Linked DNA regions of Mus musculus: region 2 is linked to region 1. The links are chromatin contacts, called in public Hi-C maps. All regions are on one chromosome and are shown on one strand. The core of a region is the stretch at or near the end of the contact, and the rest is flanking DNA. Distances in the headings are between cores, read along the strand shown. Region 1 has its middle 18 kb from the start of Usp40. Region 2 holds the start of Ugt1a6b (UDP glucuronosyltransferase 1 family, polypeptide A6B).

Region 1 (6,587 bases), core at 3,398-5,897:
TCAGGTGACAGCAGATGCTGGCGAGGATGTGGAGAAAGAGGAACACTCCTCCATTGTTGGTGGGAGTGCAGGCTTGTACAACCACTCTGGAAATCAGTCTGGCGGTTCCTCAGAAAACTGGACATAGTACTACCGGAGGATCCAGCAATACCTCTCCTGGGCATATATCCAGAAGATGCCCCAACAGGTAAGAAGGACACATGCTCCACTATGTTCATAGCAGCCTTATTTATAATAGCCAGAAGCTGGAAAGAACCTAGATGCCCCTCAACAGAGGAATGGATACAGAAAATGTGGTACATCTACACAATGGAGTACTACTCAGCTATTAAAAAGAATGAATTTATGAAATTCCTAGCCAAATGGATGGACCTGGAGGGCATCATCCTGAGTGAGGTAACACATTCACAAAGAAACTCACACAATATGTATTCACTGATAAGTGGATATTAGCCCCAAACCTAGGATACCCAAGATATAAGATATAATTTGATAAACACATGAAACTCAAGGAGAATGAAGACTGAAGTGTGGACACTATGCCCCTCCTTAGATTTGGGAACAAAACACCCATGGAAGGAGTTACAGAGACGGAGTTTGGAGCTGAGATGAAAGGATGGACCATGTAGAGACTGCCATAGCCAGGGATCCACCCCATAATCAGCATCCAAACGCTGACACCATTGCATACACTAGCAAGATTTTATTGAAAGGACGCAGATGTAGCTGTCTCTTGTGAGACTATGCCGGGGCCCAGCAAACACAGAAGTGGATGCTCACAGTCAGCTAATGGATGGATCATAGGGCTCCCAATGGAGGAGCTAGAGAAAGTAGCCAAGGAGCTAAAGGGATCTGCAACCCTATAGGTGGAACAACATTATGAGCTAACCAGTACCCCGGAGCTCTTGACTCTAGCTGCATATATATCAAAAGATGGCCTAGTCGGCCATCACTGGAAAAAGAGGCCCATTGGACTTGCAAACTTTATATGCCCCAGTACAGGGGAATACCAGGGCCAAAAAGGGGGAGTGGGTGGGCAGGGGAGTGGGGGTGGGTGGATATGGGGGACTTTTGGTATAGCATTGGAAATGTAAATGAGTTAAATACCTAATAAAAAATGGAAAAAAAAAAAAAAAAGAAGTTAAGCCAGGTAGTCCTGATACAAAACTTTAATCCCGGCACTCATGAATGAGAGGCAGGTGCACCTCTGAAGTCAAGGCCAGCCTGGTCTACAGTGTGAGTTACAGGACAACCAGGGCTACATAGAATAACCCTGTCTGAAAACCATAAAAATGACATCATGAAATTTCCTAGTGCCATACATTGTAGACAAATGTATGGCACTAGGAAATAAAACATCTTTGCTAAGATAACACAGATGCAAAAAGAATATTGTATGCATTCACTTATATTTGGATATTAGCCATTTAGTAAGTGATAATCAAGCTACAATCCATAGAACCTAGAAGGGTAGGCATTGAGAAAGGGACTAGGAGGGACACATGGATCTCAATGAGAGTGGAACATAGAATAGATTTTATGGGTTGACTGGAGCTAAAAGAGGAGATAGGAGCAGAGGAGTCAGGTGGGAAGGGTGAGGGGAAATGAGACTAAGGGGGAGATTTTTGGAAGAGCCAGCTACAATTGAAGAGCATTTGAGTGGCCCTGTACAAACTGAGTGCAGTGGAAACTTCCTATAATAGGAAGGCAACCACAATAAAGCAGCCATACAGCAAAGGAGACAAAACCCTGCCAACCATATCTTGTAATGAGGATTTCAGTACCAGGACTGGGTTACATCTAATTCACTTGTTAGCCAAAAGAAAATCATGGAAATCACCAAACAACCCAGACAATAGTTTGCTCTCCACACACTGAAGCAAGGACCCAGTTTTGGAGATAGCGCACACATGACTCACTGACCATGGAGAGCTGGAGCTGGTACCTACATAGACCCTTCACACCCATACTCTGGTGTCTATGCCATGGAAAGGTTTGCTGCAGAATATTAAAGGGAAAGTAATCATCAACCCAACCACAATATGTTCGACCTACACTCGGTCATGACTATAAAATATGTTATAGTAATGGACGTGCAAACCTCCATGAGATTAACCAACCAATGTCTGATTTGACTTAAGGCCCACTCCATGAGATGGAACTCAAATATAGCACTGCTTGAATCTAGATAGACTCAAGAGCCAAGGCAAAACCAAATACATCTGGATTGTTTAAAGAGAAGTAACAATGAACTGGGGAGATGCCTCCCAGTTAAGAGAATTGGCTGCTCTTCCAGAGGTCCTGATTTCAATTGTCAGCAACCACATGGTCGCTCACAAACATCTGTAATGGGATCTGATGTCCTCATCTGGTGTGTCTGAAGACAGGTACATTGTACTCATATACATGAAATAAATAAATCTTTTTAAAAATAAAAAAAGAGATACCTATAAAATGACTCTCACTGGTATTCTGCTGGAGTCATAGTCAGGGTCTTATTCAGCCATCAGCATAGCTGCTTCCTCTTGCAGCAGATGGAAACAAACACAGAGACCCACAGCAAGACATTTCAGGGAGACAGACCCTGGAATACACAGCTCTAAAGGAGATATCTCCATCAAATCCCTTCCGTCAGAGCTCAGGGAACTCCAAGGAGGAGGAAGCAGGAAGAATTGGGGAGAAGGAATTGACACAGGGCACCAGAAAAACAAAGCCCTGTAAAACAACTCAGCAAAGCTCAAAAGAACTCACAGATACTGACACAGTGCACACAGGGCCAACATGGGGTTGCACCAGGTCAGCTGCAGATAGATGTACTTTAGTTTTCAGTATAGTACTGTTATGGAACTCTGAATGTGTCAGCAAGTGGTTCCCACAGTCTGGTATATGAGAATAGTATGATTCTTGTGCCTTGTCTTGGGCCACATTGATTTTTCTGTTGAATTGTCCAGCACTGAAATGTAAATTTCTGTTTTATCTGGTGTGTTCTTAAAAACAAGAAACTGACAGACATTACATCCTAGGTATCATATCAATAACTTTTGAAGTTTGGGCAATCTGTATGAGTACTCCTATAGAGGATAACCTACACATACTGAATGCTGCTCCAAGGCTTGAAGTGTTTTGTCAATGTTTACAAAAACATTAAAATGCAGCTTGAAGGGGTTTTGTTCTTGTTGTTGTTTTTGTTGTTGTTGTTATCTCTCTAAATTCCTCTTCTAGGTTAGAATACAAATGATCCGGTGGCATTATGGCATTTTCAGAGGTTCAGTGCTTTCCTCTGGCTCTCTCCACTCCCCAGCTGCCCAGCATTACCTCCACATGTTCTCTTCCTGCCCCTGAATAGTCCTGCTTCTGTGTTGAAGTGGCATGTCTATCATTACTGTCCTTGCTCCTACTCAGGAAAGTTTTCTTTCCTCTCCCCTTACTAATCATGACCTACACACACAATGTGAATCATAAAAGTAAATTCAAAATTTGATTGTACCTTGGAATTTATGTATAAATATCTCACAGCTGTACACATCCATATCAATAAGTCACCTATATGGAAATTATTCTCCTAATTAGAAATTGGCAAAGAACAATTCTCTAACCCAAAAGAAATTGCATATACAAGAATACAAACAGTAAATCACAAATCAGTAAAGAATTTCTTTATATATTGTCCAAAGCTAGAGTTCTCCTCATGTGCTAAAGCATATATAACATACCTTGGAAAGTGGCTTCCCCTGGAGACAGTTCATCCCACCAACAAAGACCATGTTGGGCATCACAGGTCTGGGGAACTCCAACACAAAGTCAGTGCATAACAACCAAATAGACACTGGGCAAAAGAGGTCTGTCATAGTCACTGGGGTCTGCAGAACTTCAGAGGCAATTTCAACAGCAGTTTTGTAAAGATAGGGGCAAAATACATCGTCTTGAATGTAGATAAGATGGTTCCACACTCTCTCCTTGAAAGTCATGGTGCCTGTGTATTTTGAGAAAAGTCCAGGAACATAAGAAGGAAGACTCGGACACTGGGCACCCTCTTCAAGATAGTAGCAAAATGAAAGTCTTGCAAAGATCACTGATGGGAGTGACAGATATTTGGCAATAGTTAAGCCACACATATCAAAAGGATTCAGAAACACTGCATCAAAAGAAGTCTGCTTCAATTACTCCACTAACTTCTTGTCGTTAAACAAACTCCTACAGTGTGAAAACATCAGTTTAAAGAAACCACTGGCTGAGCCTGTCATGAAAGAACGTATACTTTGTTCTGGAGTTTTCCATTGAGTGTAAGTAAAATACTTGAACTCTCTCTCCAGGTCCTCCAGAGTGTGAGAAATTGAGTATGTCTTCATTGTACAATTCAGGGATTTCCCCAGCCGCCAACTCACCTCTGGGATTACTACCACCACCTCATGCCCTCTCTGAATGAGTTTCTCCACAACCATCTGCATGTCAAACCAGTGGCTCCCATCCATGGGCACCACCAGCAGCCTGCCTGCCTGGACCAAGCCTGAGGCCAGGAGCAGACATAGAGGAAAGGAGGCAGGAAAGGTTGCAGGAGTCATGTTAAAAATCAGAGCCCAGAGTAATCCAGTTGCTATGACTGTAGGATTTTCTAATAGTTAGAAACACAAGACCTTCTGCAGTGTACACATGTATTTGCATGTTTGCAAGTGACGTTAAATTCAGTGTTAATGATTTACTCAAAAGAGCAATACTTAACTGCACTGACAGAAATATCTTTCATATGCTCTCCAGGTAAAAAATGGTTATGATCTTTGCTTAGGAAATATCATGACTTCTATTTCAGAAACAGTTTGGAATGAGTCATGAAACAATATTTTAGGTGTTGACAATTCCGAAAAAGTAAGAGGCTGCCTTAAAGGGGTCTCTTCAACTACCACACGGTCATTTATACAGCATAGGAACTGAAGCTCAGCAGGAGAGACAGTGAGAGTCACCAAGTAGAGGTAGAGAGTGCTAGAGGTCACACAGAAGCAGGATACTCCCTAAAGGACACATTTTGTTTTAAAGGACTTCTCAGGTCTCAAATCAATTCTAAGTTGCTTTGAGTTCATGGATCTGAGAGTTTAGGAGTCTTGACTGACAGGTACTGAGCCTTGGGACTCTGCCCTGCTGTAGGACTCCAGTCATCTAATAAGCCAGCCACTGTCCCTGTCAAAATAGGAAACACTCACTGTTTTAGATATTCACTAGGAGGCTTTTGTTCTTTTAAGCAACGTTTCTAAGACAGGATGGCTTTTATTTCTAAGCCTGGCTTTTGGACAGACATCTGGACACAAGATAGAAGATGAAGAGCACCTGACCTCTAAAAACTCGTTGACTCCAATGATGAGGGTCAGATTACTTTACTCCAGGCACCATGGCTGGGGGTGGGGGCGAGGGTGTGTGGGAGGGTTGGAGAGAGGTGCTCTTCTAGGAACCAATGGGCCTGAAGCCTAGGACTTGCATCTTTCATCACAGTTCCTGGAGAGACTGATGGACTTAGTCCTGGTATTGAGTGAGGCAGGATATAATGACTATGTAAGGCAGTGTCTTTTTTTTAAAGAATGGAACTTTAATCTTTATTTACAGGACATGACAGGGTATGAAATTCCAAATAGAAATAAATTCAGAGGACAGCTTCATAGAGTATGTACAGTTTATAACTGTTCAAGTATAGTTTCTTTTGTAAAAAGTGCGACAATAACAAACCACATTTAAAAAGAGTTCTTAGTAGAGAAAACAGTAAGACAAATCTATGAGAACATAGAATAGCACAGCACATAGCTATTTTGTGCCTTGGCTGGACATTAGAAGTTAAAGGTCCCGGGAGCTCCATCCTGAACTTGGAAGGCAAAGCCTTCAGAGGTAGTTTCTGGCAACACATTTTGATCTTCCTCCACTGAGAAGTACTTCTTAATTAAGTTCAATGAGGCCTTGTATACAGACTCATTTTCATGGCTCTGTAGTGCTTCAATTTTATCCAATCCTCCACACTCTTCAATCATTATACTGAGCTTTTCTGTCACACATAGTTTCTCTGCAGCCTGAAAGATATTTGATGTGGCATCAAGAATAACCTGAATAATCTTGGTATCTTTTGCACTCAGGAGGTTCATCAAAGGTTCTGTTATCCCACAATGAATGAGATATACAATCTGCTCAACAGTCCCACCGCTGGTATAGTTGGTTATAGCCCACACGGCCTCCTTCTGTGTCTTAATGTCTGCCTTAGAGAGGACACCAACAAGAAGGGGGACTAGGCTGTGATTCACAACTTGCTGTATCTGGTCCTGGCGTCCAGCTGTAATGTTTGACATTGTCCATGTGGCCTCCTTCTGAATGTTAGTTTTGGGGTTTGTTAGCAGGCTGGGAAAGACTGCAAGTGCTCCTGCATCTATCACTTTCTGAGTCTGTACATCTGTTCCAGTGACAATATAACCTATGGCTCTTAGTGCAGGAGTCACAATGGGCAGTTCAGTAACTCCTAGAAGCTTCACAAGTTGGGGAACAACTCCTTTCTTCACAATCATCTCAATGCGCTCATTTGGACCATCAGTCAGGTAGGAAATGGCCCAGCAGGAATC
Region 2 (6,165 bases), core at 1,930-4,429, 78 kb before region 1:
ACACTTATAGGGTGGGACCCATCCTAAGGATCTCATCTTCACTAAGTTCATTTGCAATGACTGTGCAACCAAGCCTAATTTCATAGGTGCTGGACTTTGACTCCAGTGTAGTTTCTCGGGACACACATGTTAGGCCTTAACCCCAACCCACATCCGCACACAGTACAAACCTCAGAGTGCAGTTATGTCCTGCCTTCTATTTGGAGAAACTGAGTGCAGTTATGGCCAGCCATCTATTTTCGAAAAACTGAGGTTGCTGCCTAAGCAAAGGACAGTAGTTGTAACCCCTGGAGCTTTGAAAGAAACTAAAATTATCCACCTCTGCTTAACTGTTCACAAACTCTTGGTCTTTGAATTTCTTCACAGTCATCAAATGGTTAAAAATGATGGCAAGTTTAGTTTTTAAAACTTAATGGAGAACCAGGGATGAACTTTGGTCAGTAGAACACTTTCTTAGTCAGTAACCTTTGCACTCTGGGAGGGAGAGGCAGAAGGATCAGACGTTCAAGGTCATCCTAGCTACATAGTGAGTTTGAGAACAGCCTGGATTTCATGGGTGTTTGCCTCGAAAAAAGAAGCAGGCCTGAAGAGATGGCTCAGCAGGTAAGAACACTGACAAGTCCTCCAGAGTACCAAAGTTCAAATCCCAGCCCCCTCACAGCAGCTAACAGCTATGTGTAAACCAGATTCCAAAGGCTATGCTACTGTCTTCTTACCTCAGTGGACATATTCACAACACACATATTCTCATATAGACAAACACCCATACACATAAGACTGAAATCAATAATATGTCAAAACAAAGTTTTAAAAGACAACCTAAGTGGATTTTACTTGTAGTTCTAGAATCAGGCACCGCCTCACATAGAGTGAGTGTGTAGTGAGCCAACTAGGAGAGAGTCTAAGTCTAATATACAAGGCCTTCAGAGACCTTCACAATGCTCCTGTGGGCTAAAGAAGTCAAAGGGACTATTTTAAAAATCAAAGTTGACATACCCAACAAAGTTGACATATTCAAGAGAAGAATAAACCCATTTTGTTAACATACAACAGGTTGGGAGGATAGAAAACTGTCTAAAAGTTGCTTTGCTTGATGTTTTTCTCCAGTCCATTAACTGGTTGGCCTCCTAGGGAACAGCTGGAAATCCCTAATTTGCATTACAGTTTGTTCTGTTGCAATGCCACATAGCCTGAACTTTCCAGAAATTCCACAGCACCCTTGGAGGAAGATGTGCTCAGAAAAGCAAGTGACCATTTTGGTATTGCTAGCAGAAAACTGTGTTCATGTTCTAAAATGGGCTCCAAATGCCACTGGGCTCCAAGAATTTATTTTGAATCTCCTTGTTTGATATCAAATAAACTTTCCCACCTATGGCCCAAGCCTTTCTTATTGATGCATAGCATTGCTCTCTCTGAAATGACAGAACTCTGGAGAGTGAGAGCGACCTGGAGCACATATGATAAGCATGTTCCAGGGAAGGCAGAGCTCAGGGCTGATGTGAGCAGAGGGCTGCAGCTTTCAAGCCCTCCCTTTGGTGGTTTAAATGAAAATGGCCCCTGTGGGCTAATAGGAAGTAGCACTATTTAAAAAGTTAGGAGGCATGGCCTTGGAGTAGATGTGGCCTTGTTGGAGGAAAGGTGTCACTGGTGGTGGCCTTTGAGGTTTCAGGGGCTCCAGCCAAGGCCCAATGTGTCTCCCCCTCCCTGCTGCCTGCCAATCCAGATGTAGAATTCCTGGCTTTTTCTCCAGTACCATGTCTGCCTGCCTGATGCCATGCTTCCCACCCCCCCACCCCCCGACCATAATGGACTAAAGCTCTCAAATGTAAGCCAGCCCCAATTGCCTGTTTTCCTTTCTACAAGTTGCTGTGGTCATGGTGTCTCTTTATAGCCATAGAATCCCTAAGAAGCTCCCCCTAGATGATATGCATAATAAATACGATGTCAGCTCTGATCACCTGCTTCCTTTAAAGTGCTGCTAGTGTCCCATCCGTGACACCTTCCCTAGTGAGCCCATGGTCCAGCAGCCCAGAATGTGGCCCTGGGCCTCCTTCCCTTCCTTGCTATCCTCACCTTCTGTATATTTATGCCTCTCTCCCAACTACCAGTAGCATGTGCAGGTGTGGCCAATCAGTGTTCTAATGTCCCACCCTACCACACCCAGTGTTCCTCTCTATTGAGTCTGCAGCATGCAGATCAGTGTCCAGCATACAGGAGGTTCCGAGTACCAGATTGTATGTGAGTGAACTTGCATTGGGACTGCCTGTCCATTTTATCCTTGTGCCTCATTTTCAATGAAATAGTAAAAGGTCACTCCAGGAAAGACAAGCACAGAACCAGCTCCCTTTTGAGGGAGGAGCTGGTTGCTGACCCTTCCACATGTGTATAAGGGAAAAACCAACGACCCTTTCCTTCTGCACACTTTCACTCACACAGCTCTTGTGTTACCAGGCATGTATGAGTCAAGTCAACCACTTAGCAGAGTTGGCTACAGACCAGAGGCTCTTTTACTCAGCCTCAGAGCAGCTCTGCTCAAACCACTCAGAGAACTAAATCACTCAGTCAGAGGTTCATTATAGCAGCAGCACCCATAGTGCAACAAGACAGCAGTGGAGAAATGCCAAGAGCTTGGGGGAGAGACATGGCCGCTCTGTGTTCTTGGTGCAACCTATCCTCCACACCTTCAGCAACCTGGCAGCTCCCCAACCCAATCCCTCTGTGCTTTCATAGGGGCCGCATCATGAAATACAGGGGATGGGCTGATTGATTAAATTACCGTTGATCAGTAATCAACCCTAACTTCAATCCCTTTCTCTGCCCTTCCCTCTAATCTCAAAGCTGGTTCCAGACCCCATCCTTACAAACTTTCCAAAAGTTGCCCCTTAAGCATAAGCTTTAAGAAAACAGTACAACAGCTTATCACAAACAAACAGCACAGGTTTCCCTCCCACCCCTCATGAAATCAACAGGCATTTGGGAAGCTCTGCACAGGAAGACAAAAGCCCTTATCTTTCAAATTCTGTATTACTCTCTCACCACACATAATCTGTTACTTGCCTGTCAGATAGTAAGGTTAGAGACCTGTGCCTCTAGGTAGCACGTGATGAGGGCCCTTGAGCAAGAGTAAGAAATCTGGAAGTCGGTTTCCAGTCAGCCACCATCAGCCAGCATCTGAATTCTGGGTTTCCTAACCACCACCAAAGAGGGAGGGTTACATTTGTTCTGTTTGTTAATCACTGCTGAGGGCGGGCCAGGGAGTTATGGATGTTGAAATCAGGCTGCCCAGGGAGAAGTTGTTCTTTGCATCAAAAAACTGGCTCACCTAGACCTTGTCACATATATGCACATTTGAGCCTACATGCCAGGGCTTGCCTTAATCTTGGCACCACAGTGAGCTGAGACTCAGGAAAGCAAGACTGAAGGGGCCACCCCAAAAGGCAAGCAGGAACATAGCCAAGATGAAAGTTCTTTCTTTAAGGCTTAAATAGACTCCACTCAGTCCAAGCTGGAGTGGAGCATCAGCAGTGTGGGGATAGGGTGTTGATGTTTATTTATTTTTTAGTTTGTTTACTTTTAGTTGATTCTTTGTGGGTTTCATATTGTGCTCCCCAGTCCCACTCATCAACCATCCCCGTCATATCTGCCATTTGCCTTTAACACATGAACAAGCAGGCAAAACAAAAACAAAAAGCATAGAAAATATCTCATGGTAGAAGCTGTAATGCTGTCACAGTGTATCCCAGAGTATGTCTCTCTGTCCACACATCTTCACTTGTAAATGTTCATTGCACTGAGGCACTGGTCCAGTTTGAGATCTCTGGCTTCTGGGACATCATCAGGGTTTTTGACTCAGAATGAAAAGAGACAAGAGAGGATGCTGCCAACCTGGCTCACAGCAATGAGAAACCACTCCTCAGAGGCTCACAAAGGAAGCACACTGTACCTATGTCCTTGCTGAGCAGCTGAGCAAAAGATTTCTGGAGAATGTATTTAAGCAAGCTGGCATGGATTGGGGGAAGCAAGAGGAAATGTAGCCTCGGATTCTTTATGACAGACACACAATTTACCGAGGTCAGGGCCCTTCCTAGGAAAACCATCAGGTTCACCTGGGTACTGACAGGGGTAGGCTCATTATTTCCAGCAAGTCCATGGGGTCATAGGTTGAAATTAGGAAGAGGGCAGGAGAGGACAGCAAGGTTCTGTCAGAGCATCACCAGAGGGTGCCTTGCAAGCTTTGTTCATGAGATTTGACTCTACTGCTTCTTAGACTGGTGTGTGTGTGTGTGTGTGTGTGTGTGTGTGTGTGTGTGCGCGCACACACACACACAGAGAGAGGGGTGTGCAGGTGTCAGGAGTGTTTCTGTACCGGGCACCAGAAAAGGGAATGTGGCATGCCTGGCACTTCTATGTTTTATCCCTAAAGAACTGCTGCAGGAGACTCAGTCCAGTCAAGGGCGAGGATACAGGCTCAGGGTGTCTTGCATTACATTTTTCCTACCTATACAGGGGAAGGTCAGCTTTAACCTAGGGATTTCTGAAGAACAACAAATGGGGCTTGGGGCACACACCAGTGGAATGAAGGCATAGATCTTGGGATAGAACCACCCTGTATGGGTAATAATGCCGCTCCCCAAATTGAATGAAGAACAGCTAGCATCTGGAGTAGGAAGGAGGTCTGAAAGTTGACAGGGGACAGTTTCATTCCAGAAGCTGAGGGCTATCTGGAAAGGTCAGCCATGAAGAGTAATTCCCTTCTCAAGAACTCACCCTTCCAGATCCTTCAGATACCTAAGCCCAGGAATTAGAGGCCCAGGACCTACAAGATGACAGAAGACCTACAGAACAATTTCAGACTTAAAAAATCTGAATACAGAACACAAAAAAGGCAAAACCAAATCCATGAATTTCCCTGGTTTTGTTTCTGCTGCTGTGGTAAAATACTCTGATAAACAGAAGCTTATCGGACACAGGCTTATTTTACTTGCAAGTCCAGATTCTAGTCCATCCTTATGGAGAAGGTAAGATGGCAGAACCTGAAACAGCAGACAGAAGATCATCAAGCAAGGGCAGAGAAAAATAAACGTGTGCATGATTAGGACTTAGCTAGCTTTCTCTAATCATATGCTGTCCAGGGACCCAAAGCAGGGAATGATGCTTCTCGCTCTCAAGTGGGATCTACATCAATTGCAGCAAGCAGAACCATCTGCTACGGATGGACACTGCCATAGGCCAACCCAAAGTAGATAATCCAGGTGAGTCTGGGTTGTATCAAGTTGGTGATGAAACCAACAGTTCTTTTAATGTTTAAACAAACATGAGTATAATTATAGGCACATAAAGATATACTCAACTCAAGTCATCAAGTTACTTAAACAATCCATGCAAATTTAGAACCTGAGTTTGGACCCCCAATGTTTACAAGAAACTTGAAACGTAGGGAGTGTGAGCAGCCCCAGTGAGTGTAGTGCCTGGTGAATGAGTATTTTGACATGAGCATGACCTGTTTAGGTTTCTGAGAATTATCCATGATAAATTGGCAAAGTCATTATCCACATTGGTGAGCTAGGAAGCAGAGAACCTTGAGTAATCCCAGCATTGTTGTGCTGTGTGCCTGTCCTGTCTTCTTTCTCTCATCACCACCCCTAGTCAGGCATTTGGTACCCAAGCGAATCAGGAAGCAGCATCCTGGCACCACAGCATGGACTTGCAATCCCAGCTCTGGGGAGGCAGAGAAAGAAAGAGTCCTGGTGCTCACCGGCTAGCCAGTCTAGATGGGTTGATAAGTACAGTTACAGTGAGAGAGAGATGGTGACTGAAGAAAGTAACACGGAGTACAATGTGATGTCGTCTTTCATGCTTATACACGCATACACACACATACATGCACACTCACTCACAAGCCTGAGCACACATACATGCACACTCACTTATTCACAAGCATGAGCATACATGCACACTCACACACACACTCACCAGTATGAATATATATAGATACACACACATGCGCACACAGGTATGAGAGAGAGAGAGAGACAGTGACAAAGACAGAAGTAGAAACACAGACACAAATAGATGGATAGATGGATCAATGAATTGATAGACCGAAGGAAGGAAAGGTGGATAGAGTAGAGAGGGATGGTAAGTAGAACTTGTGTCCCTTGTGTT

The links. Hi-C and Micro-C count contacts between places; a contact is called where the count stands out from the background.
Region 2: a contact with region 1 is called in a Hi-C map of liver, with 3 times the contacts expected there. The contact joins the promoter of Ugt1a6b here to the enhancer-like site in region 1. A contact is called at or near these places in 3 of 39 promoter capture datasets (erythroid cells, liver and macrophages), 3 of 484 Hi-C or Micro-C datasets (bone marrow-derived macrophages, cortical neurons and liver), 1 of 115 datasets of contacts at active chromatin or transcription factors (acute myeloid leukemia) and 1 of 9 other capture datasets (liver).

The regions. Positions count from the first base shown.
Region 1 is chr1:88,023,186-88,029,772 of GRCm38.p6, reverse strand. It overlaps the pseudogene Gm5832 and the pseudogene Gm15375. Among named protein-coding and RNA genes, the nearest start is that of Usp40, 18 kb to the right of the region's middle. Within about 2 kb of position 4,647, at least 3 of the 459 cell types and tissues checked have an H3K27ac peak or open chromatin away from gene starts, as enhancers often do. A contact at or near this core is called in liver, where this site is marked.
Region 2 is chr1:88,100,271-88,106,435 of GRCm38.p6, reverse strand. Ugt1a6b (UDP glucuronosyltransferase 1 family, polypeptide A6B) reads right to left here and starts at 3,179. Exons shown (of 6, transcript NM_201410.3): 1 at 3,058-3,179. All of the region lies in intron 1 of Ugt1a10 (UDP glycosyltransferase 1 family, polypeptide A10), which reads right to left. The region is part of intron 1 of Ugt1a9 (UDP glucuronosyltransferase 1 family, polypeptide A9); the gene reads right to left. All of the region lies in intron 1 of Ugt1a8 (UDP glucuronosyltransferase 1 family, polypeptide A8), which reads right to left. It also overlaps Ugt1a7c.